Linked DNA regions of Zea mays: region 1 is linked to region 2. A link is a contact called in public Hi-C data. All regions are on one chromosome and are shown on one strand. The core of a region is the stretch at or near the end of the contact, and the rest is flanking DNA. Distances in the headings are between cores, read along the strand shown.

Region 1 (6,909 bases), core at 559-3,058, 140 kb before region 2:
GAACTTCATCTATCCACTTGGATGTATTTAAGAAAGACTGCCTGCCTACAACATGAAACAAATAAAGGTAAGAATAAAATAGTAAAAATTTATGTCCTTAATCCTTAAAAGATAAAACTTCCTAGTCATTGTTGCTACTGATGTGCATCTGATACCATTTTTTTTCCTAAAGAATGTGTGTTTGTGTGTGCGAGAGAGACAGAGAGAGATTACTTGCAACATCGAATACAATGACAGCAACTGAAGAGTCTCTGATATAGCTTGGAATTAAACTCCTGAACCTTTCCTGACCAGCTGTATCCCTGCAAAGAAAACAACACATGCATAAGGTCAACGGTCCGTAGATCACAATGGGGCCATACAGGCTAACGGATGCAGTAGTAGTAATTATACCAGAGTTGGAGTCTCACAGTTCTATCTTCAAGGTACATTGTCTTTGACAGGAAATCAATACCAATTGTAGCCTGCATACCAGAGAAAACAACTTTGAGCAAACCTGAATAGACTAACCAGCATTACTGTACAACAAGCCAAAAATTACATAAATTAACTCAAAATAATACTATAATAGTAATTGTCAGCTGAGTACTCAAAATAAGTGAAACAACTTCTATTTGGGTTGGTTAGGTGGTCTGGGGTTAAAAAAACCTCGTCCGTCCCACGACAAATCACAGTAAGTCCCAGCTCTAGTCGCAATCGTTCTCATGTAGGCTAGGGGGCAGCTGTGCATGGGTGGGGCAGGGTTTTCTCGACCTCCGTGACAAGGTCTTCTTAATACAACACACAGGGTTGTCTTACCCCATTGAGGTTGAGTGCTCAAAATAATCACTCAAACGACCAACACAGTACACCACAAAACACATGCAAAGAAGCAGTCAAAACCCTGTGACTTACATTTCTTAAGATTTCCAGATCATATATAGTGACTAAAAAAAGATTGTGTTGCTACGCTAGTGCTTACTGTAAAGTGCCAAGCCCATAGATATGACAGAAGTCTTTCGTCAAAGTAGCATCCTATTAATACAGAAAAATACTTTGTCCTTACATTACCAGGACGAGAATTCAGGTGCAGGCTATTCACATCACAATCTCTGTCCAAAACTCTCAATACACAAAAGATTTGGGCTCGGACATCCCAGAGAACAATGTCAAGGACCTGTGATCCAATCAGGGAATCATACCAATATACCATCACCAATGGGTGCGGCAAGCCCAAATTATAACGGTGCGCCTCACACGTAATAGGTAGTCACAAGTTACAACCACCTTTTACGAACAGTACGGACAATTCGTCTCGCATGTAATTGCAACGATAGTAGAAGTACAAATAAGGCAACCCATCTTCCTTGCCCATGCGCCCTGATCCAATCGAGCGCAGGATGGATCACCCTGCCCCGGATCACATCGACCTATCGAACCGCCTGCGCTGGATCTGGCCCACCCGATTGGATCCAACCCACAAACCCAACCCCGACGCGGGAAGATAACACGAACAGCACGCGAGGGATCGATCGGGATCGGAGAGGCGTGCGGGCCGTCGTACCTGGTAAGTGTTGTCGAACTTATCGTACATGAAGCGGGTGATGATGCTGGTCTTGCCGACGGACTGGTCCCCCAGGAAGACGAGCTTGTACTTGGCGAGCGCCGACACCGGTGCCATCTCCGCCTCCTCCTCCTCTTCCTCTTCTCTCTCTCACGGCTGGCGGCGACGAGGTAAGGTCAGGTCAGATCGGATCCAGCAGCGCGAGAGGGGGATCTCGCTCGCTCGCTAGCTCGCGCGGTCCGCGTGTGTGTGACCGCCCCCCTTGTCTCTCTCCCTCCCCGCGGCCGCGAATGTTGCGCTCCCCCTTTCTTCCGCTTGCGCGTCTGGGCCGTTGCCTCCGAGATTGGTGCCTTCCGTTTATTACTCCTAGCGCGCGCGGAGAAGGCGGCCGGACCGGAGGGCACACGAAAGCCTTTTGTTTTGCAGCGCTCTAATGTGAACAAAAAAAACTCGGTACTCCCGAAAAGTGGTATCTCTTTAGATCAACCCCAGGTCCCCAGCCTTCAGAAAATGTTAATCGGTAATGTGTCCCGCCGAAAATAACAGACCCAAGTCCTCGGTTACACGGGATGAAATCCTACCGTGGATTTAATTCAGATATGGATTAGTTAAATTCATATCTCACACTCAATAGCATGGTCAGATTAAATTCATCAATTAATACATGTATCTCTCAAAGCTAGTTATTCTTTTGATCCATAGATTCTAATGCAAACGTGTGCAATATCTTCATGGATTTGTTCCATACCTAATGAGCAATGGATAGAATACATGTCTTCTATAGTTTAAAAAATTCCCAAACTCATTGGGTTATATTCTATGATGGGTATAACCTAATAAAAAAATTTAAGTAGTCTTGGATTATTTTGGGTTATGGATTTAATTCCAATTCATGCTAATCCAGAGCTGGATTGGTGTAAACGAAGTGGTGATTCAATATGGATTCTACGTCTTGAAACCAGGCCAATTTGGGACCGGCAAAAAGCATTAAGGATACAAAAATCAATGCACCAATTACGGTACAATAGAGTTGAAATTCACTAGTTATTCCGGATGCTCGCTAAATCTGGAAAAAACAGAGATTATTTGGATTCCTCAAAAAACCCCCGCCTACATCATCATTCAAAATTTCTTGTCCTACTATTGGCCACACTACCTGAGCACTGGGGTCCAATATGAGTACATGCCACTCAACAAAAGAAAGATATTGGAGCACTACAAACTTTTCGGGAGATCTCCAAATCACCGGTATAACTATCAAAATCATGAGCATCAGCGTGTAGGTTCCAGATCCAAGTGGTAGTATCGTGGCTCTTAGCTATTGTCCTTGAGAAATGCTCGGATCTGGTCCATTCCTCAAAAGATGTTTTTATAGGATCCCTATCCACAACAATTTTAACTTATGGTTCCTATGAACGAATAATCATTAAGTCCTCTTTCCGGACAAGACATACAAAGAGACCCGCCAACTGTCTTTTTATTGAAATTTTAAAAAATAGATATTATAATTAGTCCTTTTCTTTACTATCTATCGTCCCTCTATTTTTTAGTGAATATTTTTTAGTTATTCACTGCAACAATTATATATTGAAGTCAATCTGAGGTAAGTGTTCGGATCTACTATGACATAAGGATTAGGTGCCTAACGGACATTGGTTATTCTAGAAAATTATTTCCCAACATAACAAAAAATCTTTTTTATGTTTTAATTTAAAAAGTTGGTGTATTTTTTTAGGGTATAAGCCCATATCTACATCTACTTTCCTTGAGTGAGCATAATATAGATTTTTTTATTCGATTCAAAATTCCAAGACAACTCATTAGAATTATTAATAAGATTGTCCTGATATATTAGGTAGGAATATTTAGATTGTTGATTTTTATGTACTTTATTGCTTCTGTTCTAGAGCCTATCCCTATGGTTTATCCTTATGAAATATGATATAAAATTGAAGGTAGAAGAAAGGGATACAATGAAATTCTTGATTTGATTTTCAACCAAACCACCTTTTTATGATGATGGAGAGTGGTCTTATTCAAATTCAAAGTGCTTTGTAATCTTTAACCAGTTATGTGCTTCAATATAATTTCCTGGAGTAAGCGCTATAGCTTGTTTCCAGTACTCAACAGCTTGATCAAACCATGCTTCCGCAATTCCTGAATCGCCCTGTAGAGTGGCATGTTCTCCTCGGTTGGAATAGACAGTTCCTTTCCCTAGAACCGTACTTAAGAGTTTCCTACCTCATACGGCTCAGAAATTGCTATCTTAATTTCCCCTATCTTAACTGAATTCGATTTCCCAAAAATCAATCCAATTTCTTCTTGGGTTAAGTAGAAAAAGTTAATTACCTAAGTTTCAAACCTTAATTTTGATCAATAAACAGTTTGATCTTTTATCCCACCTTCACAAGAACGAAGCATAGATAGACATATATTCTTCATTCGAATTTTCGGAAAGGTAACTATCTCGGTTTCGTTTCTTTCATATGTGAAATTCTCTATAGAATCCTAGAAAAGACCATTTTCAATAAGAAAGAAAAAATAACTTACTATCTTTGGGATCTAATACTACACTGCTGCTTAATCCTTAGTGGATGAACTTTATTACATAAGTGGATTCCTAAATTTTGTCCCATATCATGGTATAATGAAGCAATTTTTTAGTTGTATCGACCCAGTCGCTCACTAATTGATCTTTACAGTGTTTTCTCTATCAATTTCAGCTTTATCCATAGAATAATAGTATAGGCTCTACTTTATTCCTATTTTGATTCTCGTGAAGTGTCGTTCCTTCCTATAGTTGATAGGGTAAAATCATTGTTTTGATGATCCCTATGTAGAAAGCCCTCTTTTCTAGTATTCACTAGAAAATTTCCTCCTTTCTTTTTCTTCTCCTTTCTATAGTGGAGATAGTCGCACGTAATGACAGATCACGGCCATATTATTAAAAGCTTGTGGTAAGAAGGGGTTTCGGTCTAGCGTCCGGAAATAATATTCCAAAGCCTTTGTATGCTCTCCATTGCTTGTGTGTATAAGGCCTATGTTATATAGTATATAACTTCGATCATAGGGATCAATAGGGCTGGACATTCGGTCTATTCAGTTCGGTCTATTCGGTTCGGTCTATTCAGGTTATAGAAATTTCGGGTTTTAAAAATTGAGAACCGAATTGAATGGAGGAATAAACAGTAACCGAACCCTAATAGACCGAAAATTTCGGTTCGGTGGTTCACCGAATTACCCGATCTCAACCAGTCACAGATCGCATGCAGTTAAATACAAACAAAAATTTCAGGACGCGAGAGGTCGCTGCTTGCCATCGAGCCTTCGATGAGCGTGACTGTGACGTGTCGTTGTGCGTGCTGATCGGAAGCTGGAGGTTGCTGCTGGAACAGGACCTCATAGCCGGCATGTGCTTGCTGTGCTTCACCGGAGAGTCGAACTGCTGGAGCCGCGAGATGCGATGTGCAGGGCTAGACGCCGGAGGAGCTTAGGTAGAGCAGTGGATGGCCAGAGGAGCCGAGGCGGACCGGTGGAGGCAAGAGTGGTGGCGGACCTGGTGATGGCTGGTGGAGGCAAGAGCGGCGCAAGAGCAAGTCTGCTGGGCGGTCCAAGCCAAATAACTTACTCCGAAAAGTCCTGACAAATGATGATTCAGACGAGATTCGGCGTTTTTGAACCACGAAAGGCTTGGCTTCCATTTGGGTTGTAGATGTAACCACATCGCGTATAAAGGGAATCAAACCACCCCCCATGAATGGTCCTCCCTTAACTCAATGAACTTTGAGAATTCCTTTGCCTAGTTTTTTTCTTTTCAGTTCTCATAAGTCCTTGATATACTAGCCTCAATACTTGACCGACTGCGTCACAGTTCTTAGGTAAAGTGGCAGTGGTTGAAAGCGAGCGGAAACGTCAGTGTTTTCTGTGCGTTACGAGAGTAGTGGTGAAACGATCAGAATCCCGCTCCCGGGCGAAGGTTGGTAGACGACTCTTTAGTATAATCACGAAACAAGGAGACATCACACCAGATACTTGCCATAATGTTTCATCTATGAAGAACAATCTACTTCAGTAGCTCCAGTAGTAGCTCGAACCCATACATCGAGCAGTAGCGCTATCCCTACTACGGCCTTGGAAACATCTCCCTTCTATTCCGTTGAAACTTACTGCAGGGTGTATAGTTTCAACATAATGCCATGCAGTGAAATGATTCTGCTACATGGGAGAAGACTAATGGACCTCCAGTGCCACTTGTGTATGAGAAAAGGGTCGTATTCATTCACATCAACTGTTTCCCCCCGGAGATTTGATACGTTATTTCACATTCCGAAGCGTCGTGCACCACTTCCTTCTATTCGATAGGAAAGCCAGTTCACTCAACTCAATCCTTACGATCCGACCAACACACTAGCTTGAGCTCGTGTATAGCCGTGCTTTTCAACTGACCTTTATCCCAGCACCTTCCCTCACGGTTTGGTCCTACTTCTGGTTTTTGTTGTTACGAAAAAAGGAGGGGGAAAGTCAGTGCCAAATGCATTTCAATCCTTGGTGGAGCTTATTTATGATTTTGTGCTGAACCTGGTAAACGAACAAATAGGTGGTCTTTCCTGGATGGAATCCCCCAAGAAGGGTCAGAATGGCAGTTCCCGCTCCTTGAGTGGTACCAAATAAATGATTACTCGAATCAGGATTTTGGGCATAAAGATTCCACTGACCCGCCAGAAGGGGACCCAACCCCTAGGGATAGGGTAATACATCTAAGAAATTATTCCATCGAACGTACTCCCCCTGGATCTCATACATAGCATTTCAAGGTAGTGGAACTAGCAAGTGTCTGGATTGGATGGACTTCCATGCTTTGGCGGAACACTTCACTTAATGAGTGATGCCCATTATACTATAAACCTTTTTGAGAGAGGACTTTGCCAACTAGGAAGTCTGCTATCCCAACCAATCGACCAGGATCGAGTGCCCAAAGTCTCGATAGTTAGCTCTAGGTCTTCCGGTTAAAAAACAATGTCGATGAAGGCGTGTATGTGCACTATTACGTGGTAGGGATTGCAGTTTTTCTTGCATTTTTGTTTTTTCACTCAAACTCAAAGGGGAAAATTTGCTTCTTTGTTGTTTAGGATCGACGAATCAAATGATATTTTTGTTCTAATTTCTGCCGCTTCTTCTCCCTCTGAATCAAACTTTTTTTGCCATAATGTGTCGTTCCTATTATTACCAAGTATATGGTTCTAATCCTAGATAGAAAAATAAATAGCAAAAATCTAAAAAGGCGGATCCTCCCTCTCCATCAAGAGTAATGAACTGGGTTCTGATGCCAAAATAGACTTTCTCAATTTAGAGACTTAAGAGCAGAA
Region 2 (6,088 bases), core at 1,458-3,957:
GGAAATTGCTTGACTACTTGAAGCAACAGTGTGATTTCCCATATCAGGATAGCTTGTGTGTAGAATATCATCCAGATGTTTCTGAATAGCATTTGACTGACTTTCGATGTATGACATCACATCCTCGGATTTGGCAGCTCTTGAAGCAATCAAGCTAGCCAACCGACACATGTTACTGAATCGAGCTTCTGAGGTTGATCGCATGACACTGCCAGACCCATAGGTAGGTTCCTCCCCAATTTGAACAGAACGAGCATCTTTCCTCCATCTCTTCAAAATATATTGTTCTGGAAGTTCTTTGATATTCTTGAGATCCAGCACTTTCAGTACATGACAGCATTGAATCCCAACAGCTTCAAACTTCTTGCAGCTGCAAGTGGTCGAGCCATCTAGTGCATCAAATTTGACAAAACTCTCTGATGGCTTCTCATCAAGCACAATCTTGTACTCAGAGATCGTGCCAACCACACCGCAGGGGAAGGACATGCAATTCATGTAAGCCTCAAACTCTCCCTGGAACATCTTGAAAGCTTCAGGTGTATAAGCATTTGATGATTGTTTTAGCATTCGCAACGATGGGATAGGCAGAGTAACCTGGCTGCCATCAACATCAGCATGCAATTTCTTTGATCGATGCTCTTCCAGAATAGACTCATAACGCCTGAAGAACTGCAGGATATCTTCTTGCTCACTGAGGTCTCGTCTTAGTTCATTAATCATGTTATCCTTACGAAGGGTTGAGAGTATATCAGCAGAAAACATGGTTCTCTGATAAGGTAAAGCCCATTTTTCTTTCTCCAGGTAAAGTCTGCTGAGCCACTCACTCTCACCAATGTCATGTTTCTCAACTAGCTTTTCCCATGCTGACAAGAACTCAATCTCATCCTCACATTCAAAGAGACAATGGTTCAAAGCATTGCTGAAACTTTTTGAGCTTTCAAACACCTGCTTCAAGTGCCTCTTTGAATTATGGTAGATATGCCACACCCCTGTGCAGTGATTGGTGCCAGGCCACACCTCTGCTGCTGCAATGGCACACTCAGGACGTTCATCAATCAAAATAGTTTGTGGGTGCCTAGCATGCATGGCATCAGCAAACACCTCAAATACCCATTTCAGCGACTGAATGCTCTCATCATAGAGCAGTGCTGCGCCAAACACAAGTAACTGCTTATGGTTGTCAACACCAACAAAGAGTGCAAATGGCCGTCCATAAATGTTCAATGCATATGTTGTATCAAAGCAAACAACATCCCCAAAACTCCTGTAGTCAATTATTGATTTTGCATCAGCCCAGAAGAAATTCACAGCGGATTTCCCATCAGGCCCCACTCCTACCGCGTAATAAACTGAAGGATTTTCTACCTGCAACTCCTCCAAGTATTGCAATGCTGCGCCAACATCCCCAAGCTGCACACCCTTCCCTTGCTTCCTTCGATGCATTTCCCCTGCTCCAAGCTCATGTGCACGGGCTCTCATTTTATGAGACCGCAGCTTATGCACGCTGTCTGGATTGGCCAGAGGATGGTTATGCTCTGGAAAAAACTTTGCTACACGGTATGTTCGGCAGGGGGTGATCTTTATCACCATTCTTGCCTGACATCCGGTCCGTGTTGGCGGCGGACCTGGCCTAGGTGTGCCTGCTGACCCTGCACCACCATTTGCAATGACTATGGCTCCACCCTCTTGCTTGGTGCGGTCACTGACACCCTCGCGAGAACAAACAAAAATACGCGACACTATCATCCCTCGCTTCCGCTTCTTGTAGGAGCGCCGTACACTGAAGCCTACATGTTCGGCATATCTGTTATAGAAGACATATGCATCCTCCTCTGTCTCAAAATGCATATCGGCCCGCGGCCCATCCCTTGGGTCCGGCAAGCTGGCCACTGCTACAATGCTGTGGTGTGAAGAGCTCGGCGACAGCAAGGCTAGTGACACAGCGGGCGAGGAAGAGGCGAGCGGGTGGTTGTGATCGGCGACGAAGTCAGTAACACGGAAGGCGTTTGCGGAAGGAATGAGCTTGATGGTGAGCGACGCTAGGCAGCCTGTGCGCGAGTCCGGGCACCGAGGCGCAGGCACCAGCGACAGCGAGGGCGAGGACGCGACTCCGGAGCCTGCGGTTTCGTCCTGGGGCTTCTTGGGCTCCTGGCGGAAGCCCTGCTTGGAGCAGACGAAGAGGCGGCGGGTGACGGTGTGCCGTGAGTTCTTGGACTTGTTGGACTTGCGGACGACGAAGCCGAGACGGGCCGCGTAGGCCTTGTAGAACTCGTACGCGTCGTCCTCGGTCTCAAAGTACGTCCCCACGCGCGGGGAGGTGGGGGCATCGGCGTCTGTGTCATCGGCGAGGGCGGAGGTTGGTGCTGTCAGGGCGAGGTTGGTGGCGGCGGCATCGGCGGCGCCAGAGGAGTGGGAGGAGGAGCCGGAGGACGTGGAGGACGACGGCGAGGACTCGCCGGAGAGGCGGGAAGGGTCCCCGGCGGTGGACATTAGGGTTTGCGCCAGGGTTTGGAGGAAGGAGGAGGGAGAAGGGAACCTGTGGGGTGGAGGGATCGCCTGCGGAGGCGGCCGGTGTGGGTTAATGTGTGCGGTTGAGCCTCCCACGGCCCACGGGGGCGACCGAGTTGGTCTGCGACGTGGTCATGGCCTGATGGGTGAGTCGCTCGCTCGTCGCTCCCCGGATTTTCATTGAGTTCTTCTTTCTACTGGAGAAAAAAAAGAAAGAGACTCAAGTTAAGGGCTAGTTTAGGAACCTCGTTTTTCCACGGGGTTTTCATTTTTACAAGTTAAATTAGTTTATTTTTCCTTAAAAAAATATAGTTTCCAAGTTAAGTAGACTTGATGATGATATTACCAGACTTGATAACGTTATTGTCAGTATTAAAATTGTATATAATAGAAATTAAAAAGAGTACAAACACACCTTTAATCTCTAAATTACCTATGTATAATTGTTTTAAGCTTATTATGTATTGTCAATATCATATAACACGATCAAAGTATATAATAAAAAAAAGTACAAATAGGGCACATGTCCTGACATGATCACATGATGGTTCCCGTTACCTACTAGTAGTCTTGGGGCTAATTCGGTGGATAGAGATCCCGAGTGGATTCATAGGGATGGATCCTTTTGCTATTCGTGATTTCTATCCACCAAATCAGCTTTTAGGGATTTTTTTTTGTTAGAAGAAAAGTGAGTAGGAAATTAGTGTGTATTGGTGAGAGTTTTTGTGACGTTTCACCTTCATGATTTGTGTTCTTCTGCACTTTAACTATCCAGTTATTCATGCTTTGCTATGGTAGTAGATAACGAGGTCTACATAATCATACCTTGATTTATCTTTCTTCCATGGATATTTGCTGCTCCCGATAGTTTTATCCGAACCATGCATGTATAAGGGACAGATGCCCCTGAACCGATCTCAATTTTTCGAATATCATCTGCTGCTGGTGCTTACCTTTATATCCCTCGTTAAACAGTATGCCCTCATCTGAACTCTGATGTAGTCTGCTGCTTATCTGTTGTTCAGCAACGTCATACCCTGGTAAGTAAGCTGTGATCCAGCAAGTTGAATATCTCTGAGCCTGGTGCCTGGCGAAGAACATGAGGCTATCCGCACTCATACTACCCTATTTATCTACCCTAAAAGGAATATTCCATCCTGGTCAGCAAGGTTTTTTACTCTATCCAACAATTCTCCGCGGTCACAATTACTCTATATATCTACCCTATACCAACTACCACATATTTTATTATTTATTTCCATCACTTTTCTATCCACACCCAAGTACCCAACTGCCTTCCGCGGTCCCACCTTGGCCATGCTGCTACGGACAGGCCACCCATGCGAGGAGAGAGATTTTCGAGTTGGATGGAAGCGTACGCTGTATTTAGGGTTCTCCAAGTTACATGCAAATTTAGAGTTAGCTTTCCAGTACACCACTGCAGCATATTTTTACTCTATACGATTATTTTATAGCTTTAGAGTTGCCTTCTGAAATGCGACTGCGGACAGCCTGAACCCATTGGTTTGCTCTGTCCTTGTGCAGGAACACAACAGCTGGCTCCGCTGCATCCCAAGGCTGAGCTCAGCCACTTGCTTCGTCTTCGCTTCGATCGTCGAGTTGGTGCCGTCGAGCCTGCTCCGGTACACTATACTCCGGGCCTGTTTAGATCATGGGGTTAAACCAAAGTGACTAAAAATAACTGATTAAAATTTAGTTACTCCTATTTAGAACAAGCGATTAAAGTAGCCATTAAATCATAAATGTTGCAGCTAGCACTGTGATTGATGGAAGGTGGAACAGGCAATTATGGGCTTGTTTGGTTAGTTTTTTCTAACCAGCTTTTCTGATAATCTGGTTAATCTGAGTATCATTAGAGCTACGTGCGAAGGAAGATAAAAATATTCATAGGGCTCATAATTACTGTTACTTTTTATTGGGATATCGTTTACTATATAATATATTTTAAGTATGATGTTGAATTTTCATTTTTTTCATAAATTTTTTAATAAGATAAGCCGGTCAAATCTGACAAAAAAATCAAACGAATTATAAATTAGGACAGAGAGAGCACATTAGTTTCTTACCATTCAGATTTTTTTATTGTTAACTATCTAGAGCTTCGTTGCAACTAAATGCATTGTAAATACAACGTTAAACTATCTCTAATATATCATCTATATTATTTTCTATCTAATCTTATATTTAAACTTCACTATATAAATAATATCAAATGATCTTCTATATAACTTAGAAGGGAGACGGGATGGAGTAGTAATCAGTGGCGTGTGCGATGGCGCACCCTGTCCATGCCATGATGCCATTACTGTCTCCTCTGAGATGTGATTGAAAAAAAAAACAGCTTGCAGCACTAGTAGTTAATTAAATATTGTTTTCCCTTTCTCGAGAATGCTAAAAACTCGAAATCGCTTTGGCATCACGCTTTCACTTGCGGAAGCAAATTCATTGACTGTAGCGTGCACGGGTGTAGATGCAGTGATGAGAGAGACAGAGAGTGAAAGAATAGTACACTCCGGCAGTAGAGGTGTATGGAATGATGCAAAAATGTTTTTCAACTGCAGGCCTCATGTGTCTCTCCGTGTCTCTCTCTACGTCTAGTTATCCCCTGCTCTGGGATTGTGCTCCCTGAAGAACTCTGGGTTTGGCCAGACGCGCGCGACGACAGCAATGAATATCTCCTCGCCGCCGCGGCCACGATGGCCCACGCGTCAGCCGCATTGGTTCTACAACGAGTTAGTGCAGCCTTGAGCTGCGCGCAACCGTTGACATCGTCCGTGACAAACATCAAGAAGGTCGGTCCTGGTCCTGGTCCTCCTACCACAGCTAGTCGCACTGGTTCAGATTGGTTCCTCTCACTTGGTTTAATCTCTTGTATTATAGTACTAGAGAAACAAGATAAGGTAAGCTATGTTTAAACCATGAGTTGGGGGGTCACCGTAGAATTTTTACGGATCAAAGCATGCTAGTGAGAGTCCGAGTCTTGTCAATTTGGTCTCACTTTTAAGAGTTTGGGGAAAAAAATATTTGTCACTGTAATTTTGTTCAATAAATTATTTGTTATCATAAATAAATATTCTAATCTTTTCTATACCAATTAGAGGAACCTCTTACCTTTATATGTCATTGATCGTTAGTAGCATATATGTATAAATGTTTCTTACCTTTCAATTTGGTCTCACTTTCTATGTAAAAATGTTTCTTAGAACTAGACAACTGTGTTAAAGATGTGCCGGACAGTATTTTTTACTTATTCTCTACAAATTTATATGGATTGTAGGTGCTCTATATATTACTTGTACCCGAAACTCGTTGTTTTTCTATTCTTAGGTAAAAGGCGTCATGGTCGTTCAGTCTGAAAAGGCAACAAAAACCCAGCTGGCCAGTTCGGTCACTTCACTAGTTCAGCACTTCAGCCTTCACTCCACTCCACCACAGTCCACGCAGCCCACCGAAATGGGGAAGCTGCTCCCTCGCCACCCTTCCCCCCTCCTCCTCCTCGCCGCGGCGATCTGCATCTCCAGCAGCAGCCTCGCGGCCGTCCGGGGCGCGCCGGTGTACC

What was found. Hi-C and Micro-C count contacts between places; a contact is called where the count stands out from the background.
Region 1: a contact with region 2 is called in a Hi-C map of leaf, with 7 times the contacts expected there. The contact joins the promoter of LOC100274535 here to the promoter of LOC103633192 in region 2. A contact is called at or near these places in 7 of 25 Hi-C or Micro-C datasets (ear and leaf).

The regions. Positions count from the first base shown.
Region 1 is chr7:159,337,747-159,344,655 of Zm-B73-REFERENCE-NAM-5.0, reverse strand. LOC100274535 (Ras-related protein RABH1b) reads right to left here and starts at 1,808. Exons shown (of 6, transcript NM_001148891.1): 1 at 1,544-1,808; 2 at 394-464; 3 at 214-302; 4 at 1-45. The coding sequence starts at 1,660. It also overlaps the pseudogene LOC118473039.
Region 2 is chr7:159,199,226-159,205,313 of Zm-B73-REFERENCE-NAM-5.0, reverse strand. It overlaps LOC103633192 (protein FAR1-RELATED SEQUENCE 5), which reads right to left and starts at 2,707. Exons shown (of 3, transcript XM_008654877.3): 1 at 1-2,707. The coding sequence starts at 2,490. It overlaps LOC100284685 (PHI-1), which reads left to right and starts at 5,925. Exons shown (of 1, transcript NM_001157580.2): 1 at 5,925-6,088. The coding sequence starts at 5,983.